Regions from separate parts of the Mus musculus genome. Here all the other regions are linked to region 4. Evidence: chromatin contacts called from public promoter capture Hi-C data. All regions are on one chromosome and are shown on one strand. Each heading gives the region's core, a stretch centred on a gene start, on an enhancer-like site or on the middle of the called end of the contact. The rest is flanking DNA. Distances are from core to core; before and after follow the strand shown. Region 1 has its middle 46 kb from the start of Gm34474. Region 2 holds the start of Prag1 (PEAK1 related kinase activating pseudokinase 1). Region 3 overlaps Mfhas1 (malignant fibrous histiocytoma amplified sequence 1). Region 4 holds the start of Saraf (store-operated calcium entry-associated regulatory factor).

What was found. Promoter capture Hi-C pulls out the DNA fragments that hold promoters and counts their contacts. Capture Hi-C pulls out chosen DNA fragments and counts their contacts.
Region 1: a contact with region 4 is called in a promoter capture Hi-C map of hippocampal neurons, with 5 times the contacts expected there. The contact joins the enhancer-like site here to the promoter of Saraf in region 4. A contact is called at or near these places in 8 of 39 promoter capture datasets (the C10 cell line, embryonic stem cells, hematopoietic stem and progenitor cells and 3 more), 1 of 484 Hi-C or Micro-C datasets (bone marrow-derived macrophages), 6 of 115 datasets of contacts at active chromatin or transcription factors (astrocytes, double positive thymocytes, embryonic stem cells and 3 more) and 1 of 9 other capture datasets (adipose tissue).
Region 2: a promoter capture Hi-C map of adipose tissue shows a contact between it and region 4, with 5 times the contacts expected there. The contact joins the promoter of Prag1 here to the promoter of Saraf in region 4. A contact is called at or near these places in 1 of 484 Hi-C or Micro-C datasets (B cells), 6 of 115 datasets of contacts at active chromatin or transcription factors (astrocytes, double positive thymocytes, large pre-B cells and 3 more) and 2 of 9 other capture datasets (adipose tissue and liver).
Region 3: a contact with region 4 is called in a promoter capture Hi-C map of hippocampal neurons, with 5 times the contacts expected there. The contact joins the enhancer-like site here to the promoter of Saraf in region 4. A contact is called at or near these places in 6 of 39 promoter capture datasets (the 3T3-L1 cell line, the C10 cell line, hippocampal neurons and 2 more), 1 of 484 Hi-C or Micro-C datasets (CD8 T cells), 2 of 115 datasets of contacts at active chromatin or transcription factors (regulatory T cell precursor and thymic regulatory T cells) and 2 of 9 other capture datasets (adipose tissue and liver).

Annotation. Positions count from the first base shown.
Region 1 is chr8:35,169,616-35,175,351 of GRCm38.p6, reverse strand. No RefSeq gene overlaps it. Among named protein-coding and RNA genes, the nearest start is that of Gm34474, 46 kb to the left of the region's middle. Within about 2 kb of position 3,276, at least 3 of the 459 cell types and tissues checked have an H3K27ac peak or open chromatin away from gene starts, as enhancers often do. A contact at or near this core is called in hippocampal neurons, where this site is marked.
Region 2 is chr8:36,092,694-36,098,194 of GRCm38.p6, reverse strand. Prag1 (PEAK1 related kinase activating pseudokinase 1) reads right to left here and starts at 3,367. Exons shown (of 6, transcript NM_172911.3): 1 at 3,207-3,367.
Region 3 is chr8:35,631,558-35,637,405 of GRCm38.p6, reverse strand. All of the region lies in intron 1 of Mfhas1 (malignant fibrous histiocytoma amplified sequence 1), which reads right to left. Among named protein-coding and RNA genes, the nearest start is that of Gm16793, 45 kb to the right of the region's middle. Within about 2 kb of position 3,280, at least 129 of the 459 cell types and tissues checked have an H3K27ac peak or open chromatin away from gene starts, as enhancers often do. A contact at or near this core is called in CD8 T cells, adipose tissue, hippocampal neurons and 2 more, where this site is marked.
Region 4 is chr8:34,151,685-34,157,139 of GRCm38.p6, reverse strand. Saraf (store-operated calcium entry-associated regulatory factor) reads right to left here and starts at 2,561. Exons shown (of 6, transcript NM_026432.4): 1 at 2,304-2,561. The coding sequence starts at 2,409.

The sequences.
Region 1 (5,736 bases), core at 2,027-4,526, 1.0 Mb before region 4:
GGGTTTATTCAGCTTATATTTTCCACATTGCTGTTCATCACCAAAGGAAGTCAGGACTGGAGCTCAAGCAGGTCAGGAAGCAGGAGCTGATGCAGAGGCCATGGAGGGATGTTTCTTACTGGCTTGCTTCCCCTGGCCTGCTCAGCTTGCTCTCTTATAGAACCAAGACTACCAGCCCAGGGATGGTACCACCCACAAGGAGCCCTCCCTGCTTGATCACTAATTGAGAAAATGCCCCACAGCTGGATCTCATGGAGGCATTTCCCCAACTGAAGCTCCTTTCTCAGTGATAACTACAGCCTGTGTCAAGTTGACACATAAAACCAGCCAGTACACCTACTTTCCTGCTTCAACAGCAAGCTGAGTGTTGATGGCAAGGCCTACATGGTCCTTAATGTCACACGCATTTACCTCTTGTCTCGTCAAAGAAATGTGACTGTAAATGTTGTCCTTACTCCTAAGGCAAAGGCTTTTGGGGGCATTGACATGCTGAGGTTTCTCTTCACTGCCAAACTTATAACTCCAGTGTTCCTAGAGCTGCTTTCGTACACACTGCTTCTTCCATGTCAGCTACTACTTGCCAATTGTTTGTGTGTTACCCACAGAATGCACAGCACAATCCTCAGCCACAGACTTCCAGGGGCCTAATATTAGTTTCTGGAGTTTTTTTCCTCTGCATAACACTCTCTTATGAAATGCACTATTCTAAGCTTGTGTTTGTTTGGTCCTCAATCTTTAAGATATATTTGTTAAGTGACTGTATTTTAAAGTTTTCCACAACCATGGCTAGTTCATTTAATAAGTCCCTTTCATTTCCAGGCCCGTTTTAGGTACCAATTAGTGTAGACTTATTACTTTTCCTCTATCGTTACATAGGAAGCCTCTTGATCTGTAAGAATGGTTTTAAAAATCTAGTCACAAATTTCCTCCACTTGCCCTCATTTAGATTCGTCTCTGGTACCGTTTTCCATCCTGTACTCTGGACCTTTTGATCTTTCGAGATGTGTCTTGTGTAAGAGAGGACTTGGCTAAATAATTTAAACTCAGTCTGGCAGTCTTCGGGTTTTATGTAAAGCAGCTAGCTGATGTTCATTTAACTATAATCGTTGGCATATTTTGTTTCTGTGTCTTAATTTGTCTTCCATAAATACTCCACATTCATTTGTTTTTGCTTACTCTGATCCTTTATTTTTTCTGTGTTAGTTGGAAAACTATACATTTAATTTTCTTCTACTAGAATTCATTCTAGAATGTTACTGGGCATACTGATCATATTTTAAATAAGTTCACGTTCCTTCTTCACATTAAAGGAACTTGGAGCCCTTTAAACTTTCTGTACATCCTGATTCATTCCGGTTGTTTTGAGTCTCATTGTCTTTTGTTACTTTGTGTATCATCTTTGTTACTTCATGCATCCTTATCTTTTGATACTTTGTGTATCATTATCTTTTGTTACTTTATAGATCACTGTCTTTGTTACTTTGTGTGTCTTGTTACTTTGTGCATCATTATCTTTTGTTACATTGTGTATCATTAGCTTCTGTTACTTTGGATATCATTATCCTTTTCCCACCACAGTACTGTATGCCATTATTTGTTAGATTTGCTCATACATTGGCCACTCTCTGAGCTCAGGATGTCATTTGTTATCTCAGTATTGATAAATAAATTACATTCCTCTGTTTGAAACAAACCCTTGGACTTTCATCTGATGTGCCTGTTTGACCTTCCTGTTAAGAGTCAGCTAACTGTGTTGTCATTTTGTAAGCTTCATGAGGCTGATTCAGAGTATGTACGCCCCTTTCTTTTTTCGTTTTCTTTTTCTTTGTTTTAATTTTTATTTATTTATTTATTTATTTGTCCCTTTCTTTATAAAAAAAAAAAAGAGCCCTGTTCCCCTTTGTAGATTCCCTCACATCCCTAAATAAATTCTCATCTGTTCTGAAACCGTCTTTCTAGGCTCTGTAATAAGCTTTTCTCTTTCTGTCTTCCAGTTTCCTAATTCTTTCTTTAGCTATGCTATTCTTACACTATCAACTGAGTCATTAAAAAACAAAACAAAACAAACAAACCAGTTTCTCTGTCTTTTCACTTCTAGAAGTTCTAGTTTGATCTCTGTTATATTATCCTTGATAACTTTAATATTGTGTTATTATAGTTATAGAACTTATTATGTACTAAGTTACATGCTTCCTCTCCACAAGTTTGTATTGAAATCCTAAATTCTAGTCCTTCAGGATGGGGCTTCTTTTGAAGTCTGAGTCCTGAAAGCAGAAATTAAAGTGAAATGTTAGGGTGGACGCTAACCCAGAATTTTGTCTTCCTATTAGGAAATGAGATAAGGATACACTCATAGAAAGAACCCAAGGAGCTGAGGGGTTTGCAGCCCCATAGGAGGAACAACACTGTGAACCAACCACTAACCCCAGAGCTCCCTGGTACTAAGCCACCAACCAAAAAGTATACATGGAAGGACCCATGGCATATGTAGCAGAAGATGGCCTAGTTGGTCATCAATGGAAGGAGAGACCCTTGGTCCTGTGAAGGCTTGATGCCCCAGTGTAGGGGAATGCCAGGGCCAGGAATCAGGAGTGGGTAGGTTGGGGAGCAGGGGGAAGGAGGAGGGGATAGGGGGTTTTTGGAGGGGAAATCAGGAAAGGGGATAACATTTGAAATGTAAATAAAGAAAATATCTAAGAAAGAAAGAAAGAAAGAAAGAAAGAAAGAAAGAAAGAAAGAAAGAAAGAAAGAAAGAAAGGAAGGAAGGAAGGAAGGAAGGAAGGAAGGAAGGAAGGAAGGAAGGAAGAAAGAAAGAAAGAAAGAAAGAAAGAAAGAAAGAAAGAAAGAGAGGGGGAAGGAAGGAAGGAAGGAAGGAAGGAAGGAAGGAAGGAAGGAAGGAAGGAAAAGAAAGAGTATGAAGCTTCAGAGAAAAGAAACCACCAGGACAAAAAAAAAAAAAAAAAAAAAAACAGATTTCATGTTTCAAAGTCAATTCCAGAAAGAGAGGTCACTTATAACATGGAGCCTCTGCCCTTTCTCCAGAATACTGAAGCTAGGCTTCTGGGAGCAATTTAATACTGCTTTTACTGCTGTGGCTACCTTCCTGGCCAAGGAGATGAATCTTGCCTCCGAAGAGAGCTAGGTCCAGGTGGGAAGCACTTTCTCAAAGTCAGCTCTCGATGCCCCAGCAATTTAGCAGAGGACAGCAGTACCACCAGCCCTTGAGACCTCACATGGGCGCAGACACAGGGTGCTTTGGAAAGCACGGGTTCCCCACCATCCTCCCTCTACTGCCTCCCTCCAGTTCCCAAACATTCATCTGGAACAATGACTAGAAGAGCCATCTGTTTTGGGATTTTTGTTTGTTTTGTTTTAATTCTCCTTTGAGAAAATGCTAGAAATAGCAATCAGATTTGGAGATCTACATCATATGAAGCTTTATGGAACCAGGGCCAGTGTTCTTAACTTGCCACCTTCCTGAAGGAGAGCCTTCCAGCGCTAATTATGGGCAATATATTATTTCAAAAAACACGAGACAGGAAATGAAGTGGATCTCCAGCCTGGAGGCGTTTGGAAGCATCACAGGAGACAGGTGGCTGGAAGGAGTCATAAGCTCACCTGCATGGCTTTGGCTTCTCTGAAAGCAGAGCTGGCCTTGATGTGTGAGGCTGCTCTCCAGAATCAACAGCGTCCAGCACAGAGTAAAAGGGGCCGCAAACACTCACGAGTCGGTGAGCCCGAAGCAGAAAGCTGACCGAGATGCTGCTTCATCTGACAATTGTCTGGTTTTATGCAAAGCCTCCAGTGATCTTTCTGCTTTTGATTTTGTTTTGGGTTTGTGCTGTCAACACAAATCTCAGCTCTCACCTCAAAGAGAAAGATAGGAGGTAGTTTATTCTGCAGCCAAATTTGAGTGACCATGGCCCAGGTAGCATGGAGCTAGGTTACCCTAAGTTTCCTGTTCCCATGTGGAAACAACGTCATAAAGTTTTACAACAGCAGAACAAAGGAAGTCACAGACCATGGTGACCTTAAAATACATCCGTGCAAACTTCAGAGAGGCGGTCGGTCGGTCGCAAGATGGGAGATGCTATCTGATGACATTCTCAGCTTTTGGATTGATGGAAGCTCATGGTTTGCTAAGGCAGTAGATTCCAAAAGATTCCAATAGAATCCACACACATTTTTAAATCCAAAGTCAAATCCACAAAAGCCTTGGAGTCTGAGCATTCATAGACCTACCACTCTTTGTGCCCAGCCTTGCCATGCTGTGTTTTCAACAGGGTAAATCTGGCCAGTAAACTCCACTTGTTTGATGGGTGGTTTAAAAAGGAAAGGGACCTGAGAAGTCTGAGGGAGAGAGGATCAGGTAAGTCGATGCTCAGGGAAATGTTTTTGTATTGATGCAGGTGATCACTTCAAAGTTATCTTTCAGTTTAACGTAATTCTCTGGATGCAAAAACACTCCTCAATTGCTCTAAAACATTAGCTACTAGTAGGGTTGGAGAAAGGGTTTAAACTATAAAGTGCTTACCATACAAGCATGAAGCTCTGAGTTCAACTCCCCGCCCCCCCCCAAAAAATAAACCCATAAGAAAAAAACCAGGCATGATGGAATGCGGTGCTTGTAACCTGAGAGCTTAGAGGTAACAAGGAGATCACTCAGACTCACTGGTTAACCAGCCTGCTTGGTGTGTGCCAGGCCAGTGAGAGACCCTTTTCCAAAAAAGGGGGGGATGGCACCTGAGGCATAATACCCAAGGTTGTCTTCTAGCCTCCACATAAATGGGTACACACACGCATCCACACACATACATGAACACACGTACATGCATGCACACATATGCATATACACATAATGTTATCTCTCTGTGTTCCTTTCTAAAACACACACACACACACACACACACACACACAAATGACATTCCAAACTATTCTGAAGAATACTTGGATCTATCTAAAAGAGAAAACAGCCACCAGGCACCAGCAATCAAACCGGTGCTCCACGGTCTGCTGCTCAGTAAAGGTCTGGGTGAAGCCTGAGCCTTCTGGGTCTAAAGGATGCTGTCAACATCTCTGAGAGTGAAAGGGCGCTATGAACTCCAAGGCAGAGTGCTAAATTTGAGCAGATGAATTGACATTCTCAGAGACACAGGGAAAGGACCGTGTCTAGAGTGGTATTCAAAGGTTGGTCATCTTTGATGGTCATGCTATAGTCTAAGGTTAATGACCTAACACAATGACCCTCCAGCAAGCTGAGACACTTCCCAACTCAGCACACCTGCCTGACAAGAACAACAACATAGTAATGAGAACATCTGCTGGGATTACTGGGCCTAGAAACTACCAAGAACACATCTGCAGATACCCCCTCCCCAAAGGTCCCTCTCCTGACTATGAAGGCCAAGGCCCCTGGCCACAGTGTGTCCTCTTAGGCAGAGAGACTGTGTCCTTCATTGTGCTTCTATAAAGGTCAGGCCCCTGTTTGCTTTATTTCCACGGCACCTCCATCAATTCTGATCTCACGGTCTACATCTCGACTGTCTCCCAGAGATTTGAAAGCTTACTTCTCTGCTGATGGTTGTACTGGAAGATAATGGACACTTTAGAAGATAGGGTCTCATTGCAGGACACATATCACTAGAAGTATGATTCATTACTTTGAACCCAGGCCTAGGGTGTCTCTTGTGTCTCTCCGCCATCTCTCTTAATCTTTTTCTCCCTGCTTCCTGGTTG
Region 2 (5,501 bases), core at 2,118-4,617, 1.9 Mb before region 4:
CGACACCAAGCTTGCTGTTCTCCAAAGATAAACCAGTTGACTGGACCACCTCACCACACCTTCTTCACCTTGTTCAGGATCCCAGCTAGCTAGCTGTTCCCTGCTTACTCTGCACTGCTCTCTTTTCCTTACTGAGGATGCTTCGGCATCCTGTAGGAGAGTGCTATGGAAGAAAACCTTGTGGAGATCTGGAGATAAGCATGCTCCTGGAACTTAGCAAGCACTGCCCTTGGGGGGCTACGCCACCCCATCGGGTGAGAATTTGCCCGAGGTTAATTCTCTCTAAGCAATCAACAGGACTAACCAGATAGGATCACCCGGGAGCTCCAAAGCTCCCAAGATCATTCCAGACTTCTTGTGGGAAGCACTCCATCTCTCGTCTCCCACACTTACAGACAAGGTGCTTATCCAATGGGTATAGAAGCCAAATGTACCCCTGCTCCAGCCAGTTAATGAGAAAACAGCTTCCACGTTAAGCTAAATGAACACACACACAGTCTTGAGATCTGAATGTTTCTACAGTCAGTATAGGGTCTTTCTTTCCCTTAACGATGCTGGCTAGATTCCTCTCCTCCCAATACACCCAAATAGCCCATTCCTTCTCTATCAGATCTTCCAAAAGAAGTCACAGGCTTTTAACAAGCAGAGGAATCACGCCAGGCTATTTCTCTCTCCTATAGTCACCAGCCTCAGAGAGCTAAATGTTTGCTGCTAAGTTTTATAAGGGGTGCAGTTGCAGGGTGGGAGGCGGAGGGGTGGGGGAGAGTGGGTGGGTGGAGGAAATGTTTTGTTTTAGTCTTCAGAGAAGTTGAGTTTGCCATTCTAAGGGCCAGATTTGTATGGGAAGCCTGACTAGACCTTCCAGGTCACAGCAAAGCCACGTTGCGGGCCCATGTCTACTGTAGGCAAGACTCCAGTGACCCTCAGTGGGCTTTGGGGAGACAGCTGTGTGGGGCTCCTGGGAAGCTAGCTCCAGGGCAGGCTGGGGGAGCTGTGGGGATGACATCCAATGGCTTCCTCAGAGGTTGCTGCACACAGTCACACAGGTCAAATTTGGGGTGGCCTCATCTCATTTCCTCTTTAACAGGCAATCCAGAACACCCAGACACCCCACTTTGTAAGGCTCCTCCCTCCTTTCCATTTTTTTTGTTTGTTTTTGTGTGTGGTTTTTTTTTTCCTTTTTTTTTTTTTTTTTTTTTTTTTTTTTGCCATCAGCTTCTGACAGCCTGGGGAGTTCAGTAGGCTCTTGATTATTGTACTGTACTGCCAGAAGCTACCTTGAGAGCACTCACTCACTCACGGGCACTCCTTTGCTCTCTTCCACAACTCTGACATTTTCCTGCAGGCTGACCACCACATGGGTCACACAACTGCCCAGAAACACAGAGTATCTTTAAGAGAAGTCGCTGAATATGAGTAACAAAGGAAACCCCGGGCTGCCCACTGTCACTGACTCATTGTGTCCTGTTAAAACTGGCTCCTTAGGCTCTGCAAACAGACATTCCCAGCTTGTCTTTGGAGCTAGAGCAGCCCTTCTAGGCCTGGAACTGTCTCCTGTTTGCTTTCAGGGAAAAGATGATGAACTATGCAAATGACTCTCAGAGCAGGAGTAGAGAGAGCCCTGGGTAGTGCCAGCTCTGCACAGCCTGGGAATGGCACCTTCTCACATGCCTACCTCAGAGGGTAGGTGCAGAATTATGCAAATGATCCCATTTCTCAGTGAGAGGCTGCAAGTGTAAGATCAGGAAAAGATCCGCAGCCTTCTTTGTGATCCAAGTCACAATAACAGAGCTTTGCCTCTGCAAACTTCGGGGCGCTACGATTTACAAGGCTGAGCTGTCAGATACACTCCCACCCCCATCTCAAAAAGAATCCGAAGAATCAGGGTGGCCAGATCCTAAGTATTCAGGTCAAAACCCCTCTTATTTGCACCCAAATTTGCTCATGCCTTACTTGATAGAATTCCACAATTTTCCATCTAAATAATATTGCTTCTTGTATTTTACAAAAAAAAAATAATAATGCAACCCCCCAAAGGTATAGTATGTATGGAAAGTATATAGATTAATGCATTATATTCCATTAGCCAGCGTGGTCTAGGGAGAAAGCAGGACATGACTACCCTAACACCCCACCTCACCCCAGCCCCAGCACTGAGGGTATATAATGGTATCTACATATCTTTTTATTTTCTACTTTCTGAGCAATCATAGTAGGAGGAGTGTGGACTTGAAGCCTGCAGTCTGATCCAATAAGGGGAGCAAAGTTCTGAGGGACCCTAGGAAAGCCAACTTGCTTTCTCTGGGGCCTCCTGTCAAATCTCCTCAGAAGGGGCTGTAAGGTAGAGTTGAGAACTGTGATCAGTTAAGCCTTTCCAACCTGAGTCTGAACTGAATCCGTTGCAAAACTCCTCAGCCTTAGACCTTTGGGCTCTACAATAGGCTCTGCAAAACCATGGTTGAGCTTTACCTGGGAGAACAGACACAGTGAGCGAGCGCTGTGGGCTGAGAATTGCTCAGCCGCCTCCATTCGCATTCCCAGGACTCACACACAAGCAGAGATTCTATTTTCCAAGGGTAAGCGTGCTTGCGTGTGCATGTGGGTGCATGTGGGTGTGTGCGCCCGGCTGCAGAGGGGACATCACAAGCAAAGGTTGGGAGCTAGCTCCAGGTATGGAATGATCACCAAGGTTCATCAAACAGATAGCACCTTCCTTCAGAGATCAGCTGCAGCCTAAAGGTGGCTTCCCTGGACCCCCAATTCGTCACCTCCGGGTCTGGCCGGAGCAGCCCGAACGGCCTCTGCCCCTCTGCTCCTTTGACAATACTCACTGCAAAAGGAGCAGTTCCCAACACACAAAACAGAGCAGCCAGACCAGCAAGACCAGTAAAACCATTACAGCAGTCGATCACCCTTCCCGGAACTCCAAGGAAAAGTTTCCCAGTTTCAAAGCGAGCGTTTCTCAAAAGAATTGAAAATACCCCTCCGACTCCCCAGCTTTCCCGTCTCGGAACCTGCACCGAGGGCACAACCCTGAGCACGAGGTCCGGACTCTCCACGCGCTCCGGATCGGTAGCCTGTCACCCCTGGGGACGCCAGCAGGGGCTGGCCCGCCGGGCCACCGCAGCGACTCTGCGAAAGCCCCTGGGCCGCCACGTTCGTCAGACAAAAAGCGGCGGGATCTGGAGAGAGAGTGGTGGGCTCACCTGGGGTCTGCGGTCTCGCAGCCTCGCCGTCGGTGACCCAGCAGTCCGTTGCCCCGCCGGACGCCTCGGAGCATTGTCTTTAGCGTGTCTGCGCGGAGTGCTTGCCCAGCCGCGGGCGGCTGACTTCTGCCTGGGCCCGGCGGCCGGGTGGCAGCTGCGATCGCGGCTCCGCCCCCTCCGCCTCGGGTGACGCCGCCCGCTCCGCTCCCGCCGCACCCCCGCAGTCCTTGCCGCTGCCCCGCGTCTCCACCGGGCCTGCGCGTCCCGCCACTCTGCTCGTCCCCAGTCCAGGAGGGCGGGCGATCGCCCCTGCCCAGGTCCCTAGGAACTCCGCACCGCGCCCCGCCCCCTCGCTCGCCACAGCGAGGCTCCGCCCCCAGCCCGAGCCTTGGCGCCCCTAGACCTGGAGCTGAGCCCCCCAGAGCGTCCCCAGCTCAATCCCAGCTCAGCGCAGTTCTGCTTGGAAGATCTCTGGTGCTCCCAGCTTTCCTTAACCACAATGCACAGATAGGTGTGTCTGTCGGAGTAAATGCATTCTCATCCCTCCACCCAGCCGACCCTAGGAGACCCTGGTAGGGAGGGAGCAAAAGAACGAAACATGGAAGAGAGGGGATCCGGAGTACAATAATAAGATCTAGGGCGGTGGGCTCTGAAAGAGGCGTGAGCGCCTTCACTGCCACGTACTGTTATCCTAGGAGAACCACAAGCCGGCTGGAGCAGGGCTGGCTGAGAGATTTCAGGTCCTGCTCAGCTCCTCATGTCCAGGCCTCTAGCAAATGGCTCAGCACATCTCTTTGAACTTTAGTGTTTTAACAGTGGAATGCAAATGTTGGCCTGGAGGACCGGCCTTCAATCATGCTGGGGCACCCAGGTCCTCCACCTGTGTTTACACCGCTTCCAGTGCGTGAGTCACTGGCTGAGATACAAGGAGTTCAAGATATTGTTCCTCGGGCGAAAAATCTTTTTTAACTCTCAGGAGAGGGCCAGCCAGTCGCCTCCCTTCCTCCAGCTGCCTGAGTAGGACAGACTTGCACCTTGCCCTGGGTGTTCCCTAAGAAGCCAGGCACTGAAGTTACTGCTCAGGGCCAAGCCTGAGTGAAAACGGAATCCTCCCCCGCACCCCCCCCTCAACACATCTGGTTGCTTCCCTTTGCTTTACAGAGGCAGCGCGGTGTTACATCCTTAATCAGGATGATTCCACGGAGAGAAGGAAGGCACCACTCAGACCCTCCCCCTCTTCGCCTTTATGTGGTGTTAACACTGGCAGCGCTATATAGAATATGAAAGAGGAAGAAGACATGTTTTGGATATGTGTGGCTTCTATGTAAGGAGTGCAAAGGGACCATAAGGAGAATTTACTTATCATTCAATGTCCCTCATTACCCATTTAAGTACGGAAAGACTGATAGGAAGGTGAATAGGAGTCGTACTAACATTCATGAAGAACCTACTACGTGCCAGGCAACGTCACAGGGCAGGGTTAGCACATTTGACACAGCATAACACAGGTCCAGAAGGGTCCTATCCTTTGCCAGGGCTCCTCAGGTGAAAAGTGGTAGTGTTGAGATGGGAACCAAGAGCTGCCTGATTCCACCGAGAGTCCACCACATTGCCCTACCAGTCAATCATTTCAACAAGTACATAAGGAAAACTCTGGTGGAACGGCGCCAGCAGCATTACATTCTCCTGAGGGGTCCAGTCTACTTATGAAGACACCAGAGGGGAAAGTGCCAACAAGCAGACAGGTACAAAATGGTTTGCACTGGACAAACACAATCCGGACCCAAGAGGGGCTTTCAGTTCAGTGACACTGGGCCCTCTCATGGGGATTTTGGATCATTCATGGCTCTCAGCATTCAGCTCCCCACATCTTTCAGTCCTCTCCAGGGGGCATAGACACTTCCCAGGATAAATAAAGGCCATGCCAAGCACATAAGAGACACTTCCACACTTTTTACTCTCTTTACCCAATTTATCCTTAATGCACAAAGAACCCAAAGAACACAATAAAGAAGCAAAGTTTGCAACACAGAGAGACCGCTGTGGTTCTATAGCATGGCACAGCAAGTGAAGGGTTAATTTGGAATTTCTGCTCAATAAATGGTTCCCAAATGGTTTGCTGGGCTTACAGGAGATAAATACACAATACTGCCACTGCTGATCCATAACATGGCTTTTTCTTTCCCCTTTTATGCCAGCTATGTGGCAGCAAAAAAGGCTTCAGCCTGCCTAATGAAAAACAAATCTTCAAAAGTGGCAAAGATGTATACAAAATACCACCCACTTGCACAGTGC
Region 3 (5,848 bases), core at 2,031-4,530, 1.5 Mb before region 4:
TAGCTCCTCCATTGGGGGCCCTGTGATCCATCCAATAGCTGACTGTGAGCATCCACTTCTGTGTTTGCTAGGCCCCAGCCTAGTCTCACAAGAGAGAGCTATATCAGGGTCCTTTCAGCAAAATCTTGCTAGTGTATGCAATGGTGTCAGTGTTTGGAGGCTGATTATGGGATGGATCCCCGGGAATGGCAGTCTCTAGATGGTCCATCCTTTCATCTCAGCTCCAAACTTTGTCTCTGTAACTCCTTCCATGGGTGTTTTGTTCCCAATTCTAAGAAGGGGCAAAGTGTCCACACTTTGGTCTTCGTTCTTTCTGAGTTTCATGTGTTTTGCAAATTGTATCTTATATCTTGGGTATTCTAAGTTTCTAGGCTAATATCCACTTATCAGTGAGTACATATCATGTGAGTTCTTTTGTGATTGGGTTACCTCACTCAGGATGATGCCCTCCAGGTCCATCCATTGGCCTAGGAATTTCATAAATTCATTCTTTTTAATAGCTGAGTAGTACTTCATTGTGTAAATGTACCACGTTTTCTATATCCATTCCTCTGCTGAGGGGCATCTGGGTTCTTTCCAGCTTCTAGCTATTATAAATAAGGCTGCTATGAACATAGTGGAGCATGTGTCCTTCTTACCGGTTAGGACATCTTCTGGATATATGCCCAGAAGAGGTATTGCAGGATCCTCTGGTAGTACTATGTCCAATTTTCTGAGGAACCACCAGACTGATTTCCAGAGTGGTTGTACAAGCTTGCAATCCCACCAACAATGGAGGAGTGTTCCTCTTTCCCCACATCCTCGCCAGCATCTGCTGTCACCTGCATTTTTGATCTTAGCCATTCTGACTGGTGTGAGGTGGAATCTCAGGGTTGTTTTGATTTGTATTTCCCTGATGATTAAGGATGGTGAACATTTTTTCAGGTGCTTCTCTGCCATTCGGTATTCCTCAGGTGAGAATTCTTTGTTTAGCTCTGAGCCCCATTTTTTAATGGGGTTATTTGATTTTCTGGTATACTACCCATTTTATGAAAACACTTTACACTGGCAATTTAATTTTAAGCATTTTTAACTATTAATAAAGTTCCTCTCCCATACTCCCTCAGGAGAGAACACACCAAGTAAGGCTTCGCGTAAAGAACTTAAAGGGCCCCTTAGCACTCTCAGAATGTTTGGGGCCCAATGATATCATGTAGAAGAACCACTGGATGATGCAGAGCTCACGAACCAACCATGTGTGGAGATGAAACTCCCCACGGCTTCCAGCAATTATTTAGAATAGCTAAGCTAGGCATATACACAATAGAAGTATTTACTTGGAATTTGAAATATGAGCTGTTGTACATATATTAACATATATTAACTAAATGCTATATCATTGTGCAGTTCTCTCTCTCTAAGATGGTATCTCATGTAACCAGTTGAGCATCAAACTCTCTATATAGTTGGAGATTATTTTGATCTTTATCTTACATTATATTAATATATTATCATATAGTATCAATTATATATCAATGACAATTTCAGTTATTCTTCTTGGCTTTGAAATCAAAAGTAAAAATCATCTTGTAACAAAAACTAACACAAAATTCCATACATTATCCATTTTCTCTCTTTCCTTCCTGACTACCAGTCATTTCCACAGGTTAGAAGCCTTCCTTGTTCCCTGGTGTAATAAAAATGCAAACTGAGCTAAAGAATGGGGCGTTTTAAGATACATACAGGGCATGTTTGAAGCTTAGGGCAGACTTTAAGCCAATTAAACATTGCTACTTAAGACACAGTGAGAGCTTGTCTCAAACAAATAAACAGGCAAACAAACAAGTTGCTATTTATAAAGACAAGTGCCAGCATAGTGTAGTGGGTAGCTCATGCCTGTAATCCCAACCCTGGGTAAGCTGATGCAGGAGGATGGCTGTAAGCTAAGAAGTCAGCCTGAGCTACATAGTATGTTCTAGATAAGCCTAAGCTACAGAATGAGGCCCTGCCCATTAATTCATTAACTAATTCATTAAAATCCAGGCAAATGCAGCTGTTTTGTTGCTGGCCTTCTCAGTCCTGGCAATCAAACCTAGAGCCTTGAGCACACCAGACCATCAGCCTACCACTGAATCATGTCTCCAGCCCTTGCGGAGAAAATGCTATTAAGAAATGAGAATAATATTGACAAACTACAACACTAAGATTTATGATACCTTGGGCTGGCAAGATAGATATACACATCTTCATTTGAAAAACAAACAGCTGAACCTGTGATTTTACATGCAAACTCAGATATTAAGAAGCTCTGTTGTACATGCCATTTTAAATGTCTTCTTTAACCCTGGATAACTAGATAGCAATTGGATGTTGGGCAATTACAAAGCAAACCTCCCTAATAAGGACCAGCAAGCTAAATATGCAACATCTCCTCACGTGTATGCGTTAGAAACACCGAAGTAGGCTAGCAATGCAGCTCAGATACACAGTGCAAGCTTAACATGTGTATCTGGGCTCCAGCCCCAGCCCACACCACACAGACAAGAGGGAAAAACAGCTCAGGGGTGGGCGCTGAACAATGATGCTTTTTCTCTTATGTAGTAAAGAACTCAGCCCAAACCACATGTGTCAGTTTCGTTGGCTTTGCTTGTTGTTGTTGTTGTTGTTGTTGTTGTTGGGTTTGTTTTTGTAACCTTTCTTTAATATGAACTGTGATCATATTTCTTCTGTGGTCAAAACAACCCTGAAGCAAGCACACTGAACTTTAGGAGCCCGTGTGAACTGGCAGCACCTTTTCAGATAGATCAGAAGACGTTTGTTCAGAAATGCTAATGCCAAGACCCTAAATGCCTTAGAGAACTCCTCTGGGTTGCAGAAACCTCAGAGAAAGCAGGTCTCACTTCGCAGCCCCTAATGAAACCTCACTTATTCCACTGCACCCGGGACTGCCTATGTGCTGAACAAAACAAAAGACAATCTCACCACACTTACCCGGTATAAACCACTCCTTATCCTGCTTCATATTTTTATGAAATATGCCATCCTATTTTGACAACTCCATATGAGGTTTTATGCATTTCTTTAAAAAAAAAAAGACGGATGTGTGTTCTGCACCACTACTAAAAATTAACCTCATCCCAGCCTCATCAAGATGTGAGGTTAAAAATAACTAGGGTTTGCCTCTAGAGCAAAAAAATGTGTGGCAGAGTGCAAAGATGCTCTGCCCCTGCAGTGACCTGACGTGAGCTACAGGACTGCCCAGTGTCAGTCTTCAAGGGGAGCCCCAAAAGGGGAAGTGCACCCCACCCTTGCTTCTGGAGTGGCTACAATCGAAGAATCTAATTTTAGATGCTATCGCTTCCTCTGCGAGCAGTGAATCATAGCTTCAAAGTGACTGGGAGGCAGACGTAAGTCTTACTAAATGTTCGCATGGCAGGCTGAGATACTTTCACCTGAAGCTGCTCAGAAACTCAGTCCTGGAACTGCAGCCGTGGTCCCGAGCTTCCCCTCCCCCGAATCCCACCCCTGTGCGCTCATGCACGCACACACCGACACACACCGACACACACTGACACACACCAACACACACCCTTCAGAACCTCCATCTGAAGGAGCTAGGTGAACACAGTAAAAGTTTGAGGGTTATTTTATGCAGGGTGTGTGTGTGTGCATGTGTGCTTGTGTGTGTCTGTGCATATATGTGTATATGTGTGTGTGTGTGTGTGTTTGTAGCATATATGGGTAGTACACACACACACAGTAGGGTACAGGCATGCATGACATCTGTGTGTACATGGAGAGGTCAGAGGAGGATGCCTAGTGTCCTGCTCTATCTCTCCATGACTCATTCCTCTGTGATGAGGTCTCTCACGGACTGTGAAGCCAGGCTAGCAGCTATCAAGCTCCACCCTCCACAAGCTGGAGGTCACAGGTACACCCTGTGCAACTACACCCGGCTGGTTTTAATTATTGTCTTTGACACGACATGAACTCAGGTCCTCCCGTGTGTGCAGCAAGCGCTCTTATGCACTGAATTATCTCCTTAGCTCCTCTTCCTCCTGGCACAGTGAAGCTTGAGAGGCACTCACCACGCTTGGTAACCCCTTAACCCATCCCTAAACAATCCCAGGACAGTGGCTGACAGCCTTTCCCACCCAGTGCTCCGGGGCATGAAGATGCCTTGCGCATCATCTCTCCATTTCTTCCCTTGTACTTCTTACTGAAAAATTACCAGGTTTGACTAACGGCGGGGGGGGGGGGGGGGAACAACAACCAACCAACCCCAGAAAGCAGGTGTCTGATGTGCACCAAAGAATAAGAGAAGAAAGCAAGAGAGAGAGAGGCTCTGTTCCAAAGAGAGAACTACACACAGTGTGGGTGCCCCAAGGGTGGAAAGTGAGAACAAGACAGAGGCAGGGGAGGGGCAAGGCCAAGGCTCACTCACCCACCTCTCCTTTGTGCTGCCCCCCCCCCCCACAACATCAGCTCTATCATGCCTACGTTCCCCATCTTAAATGAGATACAGGAATATCTACTAAATTTAACGGTCACACTAAGATCAGTGAGGATAAATCAGAATGGAAGGGCAGAACTCAAGAACTATCCGTTTCCACAATCTCCAAAGCGGAACTGCAGATCCGAGGAGACAAAAGCCAAAGAGTAGAAAGCTATTTCCTAAGCAATGGGAGAGTCTTTTTCATAGAAGTAAACCTCTGCTCTCTCTGGGGCTCTAACAGCATGGGTGACACTCGTGCTGAACGACAGGGACACGGAGCCTCCACCACCACAGCTGTCCTTTCACAACCTTTCCTGGGACATTGACAGGGACTCTCAGTCTCAACCTTGGCATCCAAAGAGGTGGGAGAGATCAGCCAGGGGAACCCCCAGAATTTTCCCTACCAGCCCTAAAATCTGTCCAACTCTAAGTCAAATAAATAGTCACTCTTTCATTATTACTATTTCTCTTAAAACCAGAGGGAAAGTTCCAGTTATCCAGCTGAGGCAAGAGGACTGCAAGTTTGAAATTAAAGAAACCAAAAGCTGAAAGCTCATAGTTGATGATAGCACACAGCTTTGAGCATGTCATGTGTTCAGTATAGCACAGCCTCCCTTAAAATGTGATTCTCTTCACACTTAAGCAGGTTTCCTTACAAACACACAAAGAAAATATGCCTGGGCACAGCGCCTACCGTTGTTTAGAATTAGCTTTGTATTCACATCTTATCTGAGATCTGGAACTAGTCAGCATTCGTATGTGTACCTCTGAGGAGGCAGGGCTGGCTTCGGGCCACCCTTTACATCGCAACCTGGGGTGTGTGTTCAAACACAGCCGTGTGCTTTGGGTGCCTCCTTCCCTGGTCTTTTCCCACACGGCCCACCCTCCCTATGCTTTGACTCTCCCTTGCATATCCTCAAGTTGATGCCGTACTCTATGTCTGATACTGGATCACCAGCCTTTCCTCCAAGAAACCCTGGATTCTCCACTCCTAAAGCATAGAACCATCCCTCTGTATTTGTCGCTGAGTCAGCCTCAACTCCTTCCAGGCGCTAAGGCTGCTCGCTCTTGACTGGGAAGCAAGTTTAAGGGCTAAATGCTAGGTATTTAGGTTATTGATTGTTGTTGTTGGTTTGGTTTGTTGGCTGTTTTCTGTTTTGTTTTTAAATGGATATTTTCTTTATTTACATTTCAAATGTTATCCCCTTTCCCAATTTCCCCCCTGTCCCTGCTCCCAGAACCCCCCCCCATCCCATCCCCACTCCCCCTGCTTCTATGAGGGTGTTTCTCCACCCACCCACCCGCTCCTGCCTCCCCACTCTCAATTCCCCTACACTGGGGGAATCTATCAAGCTTTCACAGGACCAAGGGCCT
Region 4 (5,455 bases), core at 1,312-3,811:
CCCAAAGCACCATTCTCTAGAGAGCTTTCAAGGTTAAGAACAAATTACCGGCCCCAACTTGTTACACCAGACAAAGCACACAAAGAATCCTCTGAACTCCAGACTCCTAATTCAAAAATCTTTCCTCAGGTGTCAGGTTTAAGATAACGAAAGGCCCCTAACCCAATTCTCCCTACACTTGGCAGCATTTCAGGAAACTGATTAACACTTTAGTCACTCTAGCCAAGCCAGAAGGTCTGCCCATCCTTATCTGCCCCTAAAAAAAAAAAAAGGAAAAGCATGGGGTTTGCCTGTGCAGCCCTGGCTGTCTTGGGACTTGCTGTCTAGATCCAGCTGGCCTTCACTTCAGAGATCCCATGACCTCTGCATCCCAGGGCTGGGATTGAAGGTATGCCCCTCACTGCCACCCCCAGCCCTTATCTGCCCCTTCACACCCAATCACAATACCCAACTTCAAAACCTGTGAGATAATCCAACTCTATTGGCTCCTCCCCACCTAAGGAGGTCACTGCTCTGAGAACCTACTATAAAAATCACCTTTCACTGGCCTGTTTCCCTCCCACCTACATTTCAGCCTGCTTTCCAAATGACAGCCCACATGAACTCTCATATTTTTAAATCGTATCATTTACACCTCCCACCCTTTAGGTTTCTGAAAAACATCACTTTAATGGTGGAAATTTTTAAAGTTCCCTTCTGCCTTCAAACCAGTGTCCGTAACTGATTTCACTACATGACACTCTCAGCATCCAAACACAGAGAGCTTGGGCAGGCAGCCTTCATCAGGCTTCAAACCTTTAATGCAGTTAGTTCCTCATGCTATGGTGGCTCCAAACATAAAATTCTCTTCACTGCTACTTCATAACTGTAATTTTGCTACTGTTATGAGTAGTAATCTAAGTATCTGTTTTCCAAAGGTGACCCCTTGTGAAAGGGTCATTTGCCCTTCCCCAAGGGATTTCGACCCACAGGTTAAGAACCCCTGGCTTAAAGGAATATTCAAGAAAAAAAATGAAAATGTTTAAGTAATCTTTGAATGGTGCTTTTTTTCTCTCCCAGATGTATTAATAAGTGTTTACAGAAAGGAAACAAAAAATAAATTAAGGAGTTGCTTGACTACACCTTAATAATCGATACTCCAATCAGGTACCTTCATACAACAGTTCCTAAACGTCTTAAAATGAGGTAGAAACCAATTGAGTTAACGATGCAAAATATTTTGGTGCTTTTCGTTCCAGAACAATAATTTTACAGCAAAAGTAGAGTAAGAACCACCAGGAAGTGGTTCACCATTAATTTAAATGTGGTTGTGTTTCTCCTTATAATTCCCCTGAGCCTACATCTCCAAAGTTCCCCAGATTTTCAATGAATTGTAATCAAGTCTCTTGGTTTTTCACACAACCTTCTAGGATTACTTGGGCAAAGTGTACAGGCAATTTATTCCAAACAGCATGGCAAGGCATACTTATCAAGTTAAAGCTCAGTCAGTCGGCCGTGCAGAGCAACTGCACTGACCCACTTCAGCACGCACGAACAAAATTATCTTTCAAAAATAAACCTGTTGTTTAAATTCAAAACCACGAACAAAATTATCTTTCAAAAATAAACCTGTTGATTAAATTCAAAATCCAGGCATACACTGCCATTGCTGTATTTTCCATGCCTGACAGCTTTCCACTCCAAGCCAAAAAAAAAAAAAAATGTCATTTTAATTGTCATTTAAATGTCATTTAAATTTAAGAGTTTATTTCTACATTTTAATAACAGAGGGAGGGGGTCCGCGAGCGAGAGCGCTCCCCATCAAACCAATTTGCATGTATTTTTACATAAAAGTTAAGAAATTGTATTTTAGATTTCACCATGCATGCATGGTGAAAAGTATGAAGAAAGCTAGTATAAACAACGCAGTTTGCGGCACTAATTAGAATAAACAGCAGGAATCCAGGTTTGCTGTCCTGGCCCCTACTCGGGACTCAGACCACTGGGTGCATGGTAACGACGAGCCATAGCAACAGGCAGCCATGACAACAGTGGGCGATGATGACATCGAACAGCCATGATAACAAGACAAGATGCGCAGGTAGAGAGTCAAACTTGTCATCAGGACTCAAGGATGCGGCCTACAGAACAAGAAAAGCGGACCATCTGGGAGTCCGAGGACCTGGAGAACTTTTCAGAACGGATTCGTGCGCCCCGCCCACTCCTAGAGGCAAAGCAAAGAAGCCAGGAGAAGACAGACAGGAGGAAAGTGGTCCAAAGGGGGTAGTGATGAAGAGGCCGGGCACCCGCAGGGCGGCACTCACCAGGGTCGTTCCAGCCCAGCGCAGGGCCGGCTACCAGCAGGAGTGACAGCAGGAGCAACAGCGGGCAGCGCAGGGCTCTCGGGCGGCCGACAGCGGCCACAGCCATGGCGCTGGGTGAAGACGGCGCTCGGTGGCCCGAGACCCGCTGCGGAAGTCGGCCAGCCGCTGCGCAGCGACCACAGGAACCCACCATAAAAGGGACCACCTGACAGCAGCAAGACGCGACGTTACTTTGTCCTGCGCCAATCTGACGTCACTGCCGCTGCGGCACGTAGGCGTCCGTGACTGGTCGCGTTCGGCCCCGCCCCTAGCGTGGCACCGCCTTGTGGGCGGGACCAGACAGGGCGCTGTCGCGTGGGCGGAGTCTCGGGGCAGACACCTTCTGACTTGTCAGTACCGTGGTACCCTAGCGAGTGCTCAAATGTTCCGGAAGGTTCGTTCAGTGCAAAGCTGCCAAAGTTTTAGAAGTTAGAAACTTTCTGAAAGGGAAATCGAGGAAATAATCTAATAATACTTAAATTCAAAATTCCAGTAATCTTTCTGTAGGGCGTTATTTTGCAGGTTGGGGACCTGCTTAAGATTGATGTTCAGTTACCATGTACTAAAAGGGAATCAGGCAGAAAGGCACCAAGGGAATGACTTTGTGATTTCTGAGCATGGACCCTTCGCACAGTTCAACCACCCAGACAAAAACGTTTCTCTGTGCTTTGAAGTCTGGTGCGAGTCTGAGTTTCTTGGATGCGGTCATTCAACAAGTACATGTTGAATACCTAATATAACATAAAATACAAAATAAGACAGCCACTGTTTTAGCCATGGAAAATAACAAGGTCCTCGTATTCGGTAAGCTTAAGATGATATAGCACAGGACAAAAAAAATAAGAATAATAATTAGTAAGTTTGTTATCAAAAATAAAACAAGATAATACACACTGAGAGGCAAATTCTGGAAGGGCCCGCCTAGGGGAATTACTTTGAAGCTTGAGATGTGAATAATAAGAAAAGAACTCATTAAAAAAAAAAAAAAAGGTAGAGGTCTTGGCTGGAGAGTTGGCTCAGCAGTTAAGGGCACTGACTGCTCTTGCAGAGGTCCTGAGTTCAATTCCCAGCAACCACATGGTGACTCACAACCATCTGTAATGGGATCTGATGCCCTCTTCTGGTGTGTCTGAAGACAGCTGTAGTGTACTCGTATGAATAAAATAAATTAATCTTAAAAAAAAAAAGTAGAAATCTAACCTCATGGCCAGTGGCTTAGTGGTTAACATCTCACCCCACCTCCACTCACCCCTCACCTCATTCCATCCCCCCCTCTCCCCCACCCAGTACCCCAATACCCTGCTCTGGCTATGTTTTCAGAAGCAGTCAGTCATCCACACAGCCTTTTTAGGTTGAGATTCTAACACACTTGTCAGAACCTACCTGGCAGGTACTGTACTAGACAGTGTAGATACAATGGAGAACTTTAAAGTTGGAGGCATGAGATAGGCAAACAAGACCAGTGAAACTAAGTTTCTAGGAAACTAAGAACAGGAGATGGAACACGGGAGCTCTGGATGGAACCCAGCAATCTTAAAATTCCAAACAGATAATACATGGTTCTGTCCTTCACTGACTGAGTTGGAGGCGAGTGCTAAGTGTACAAGCAGGCAGGCCAAGTAGACAAGAGATAGCCACACTCAAAGTTCAAAGCTAATGTAAAATCCAGCTGGTTTTGATGCCATAGAAAGAGGCAGATAGACATAAAATTTAGACAAGACAAAGAGGAGCGAAGGGACAACCTATGAGATTATACTGCTGTTTTTCTTTTCTTTTTTCTAGGGGGTGAAAGGTCAAGATTTTATTGTCTTCATAACAAAATTGTCTTAGAACTTGATCACTTGGTCCTTTCTCTTCTTATCTCCTCCCAGTTCAAAATGCTCACTTAATAGCCAGCATCCTCTTAGATCTGCAGTTGGACTCGATGCACTCCAGGCTCAGCACAATCTTCTTTGTCGTTGCCTTTTTGGGAAAAATAGGCTTAATCTGCCCACTATAGCCACTCTGTTTCCTGTCTTTCCCTGGACATACAAAGAATCCTCGCTCTTCTCGTACTGTGTCGCCTTCTGGGCTTGGTGCTTCCCACATTTCTTGCAGAATGTCCGGCGGTGTAGACAGCCGGGCGCCATGCGCCGGCCTCCGGTACACCGTCGCTGCTAGCTCATATCTGCCGCCAACCCCTCCCGAGCGGGTGCATACAAATCAAAGTGCCAGCAGACTGGCCAATCCCAGGAGGACACATAGCTCTCCCCAGTGCTGGGGTGTATATAAGCTGTCCTCCCTGGGTTTCCGGAGGTTCCTGTAGCATCAAGGTGTTCCTGAAATAAAAAAGGCTGTTGAGAAGAATCCGACCGTGTTGCGTTTTTTTTCTTGCTGGACGAGGTGAGCTCTAAACGGCGGGTCTTAGGTATTTTCACCATGTTCGCAGGAGTGCTATCAGCTCAGAAAACTGTACTGCTGTTTCTATCTTGAGTTGAAGATCCTAGAAATACTTTTAAAAGTGATCCCTGGTAAAGTAAGCAAGCAAGGGGAGCAGTGAGGTGGCGCTACAGATAAAGACCCTTTTGCCACAAAGTCTTCATTTTGATCCTTGACACCCATACGTACTGGTTAGTGGTGGTGGTTTGCAGGGGATGGGAGGGGTGTTGTGTTTGTTTGTTTGTTTGTCAACTTGACGTAAAAGCTAAAATCATATGGGAAGAGGGAATCTCACCAGACTGGTCAGTAGACGAGTCTGTAGGAACGTTTTCTTAATCAATAACTGATGGGAGGGCCCGACTCACTCGGGGTCTTGTCAGAACAGAGGCGGATGGTTCTGGGCTGTGTAAGAAAGCGAGCTGAAGCTGGGCGGTGGTGGCGCACGCCTTTAATCCCAGCACTCGGGAGGCAGAGGCAGGCGGATTTCTGAGTTTGAGGCCAGCCTGGTCTACAAAGTGAGTTCCAGGACAGCCAGGGCTACACAGAGAAACCCTGTCTCAGGAAAAAAAAAAAAAAAAAAAAAAAAAAAAAAAAAAAAAAAAAAAGCTGGTAAGCACGGTTGCTCCAATGGCCTCTGCTTCAGTTCCTGCCTTCGGGTTCCTACCTTTGAGTTTCTGCCCTGACTTTCCTCAAAG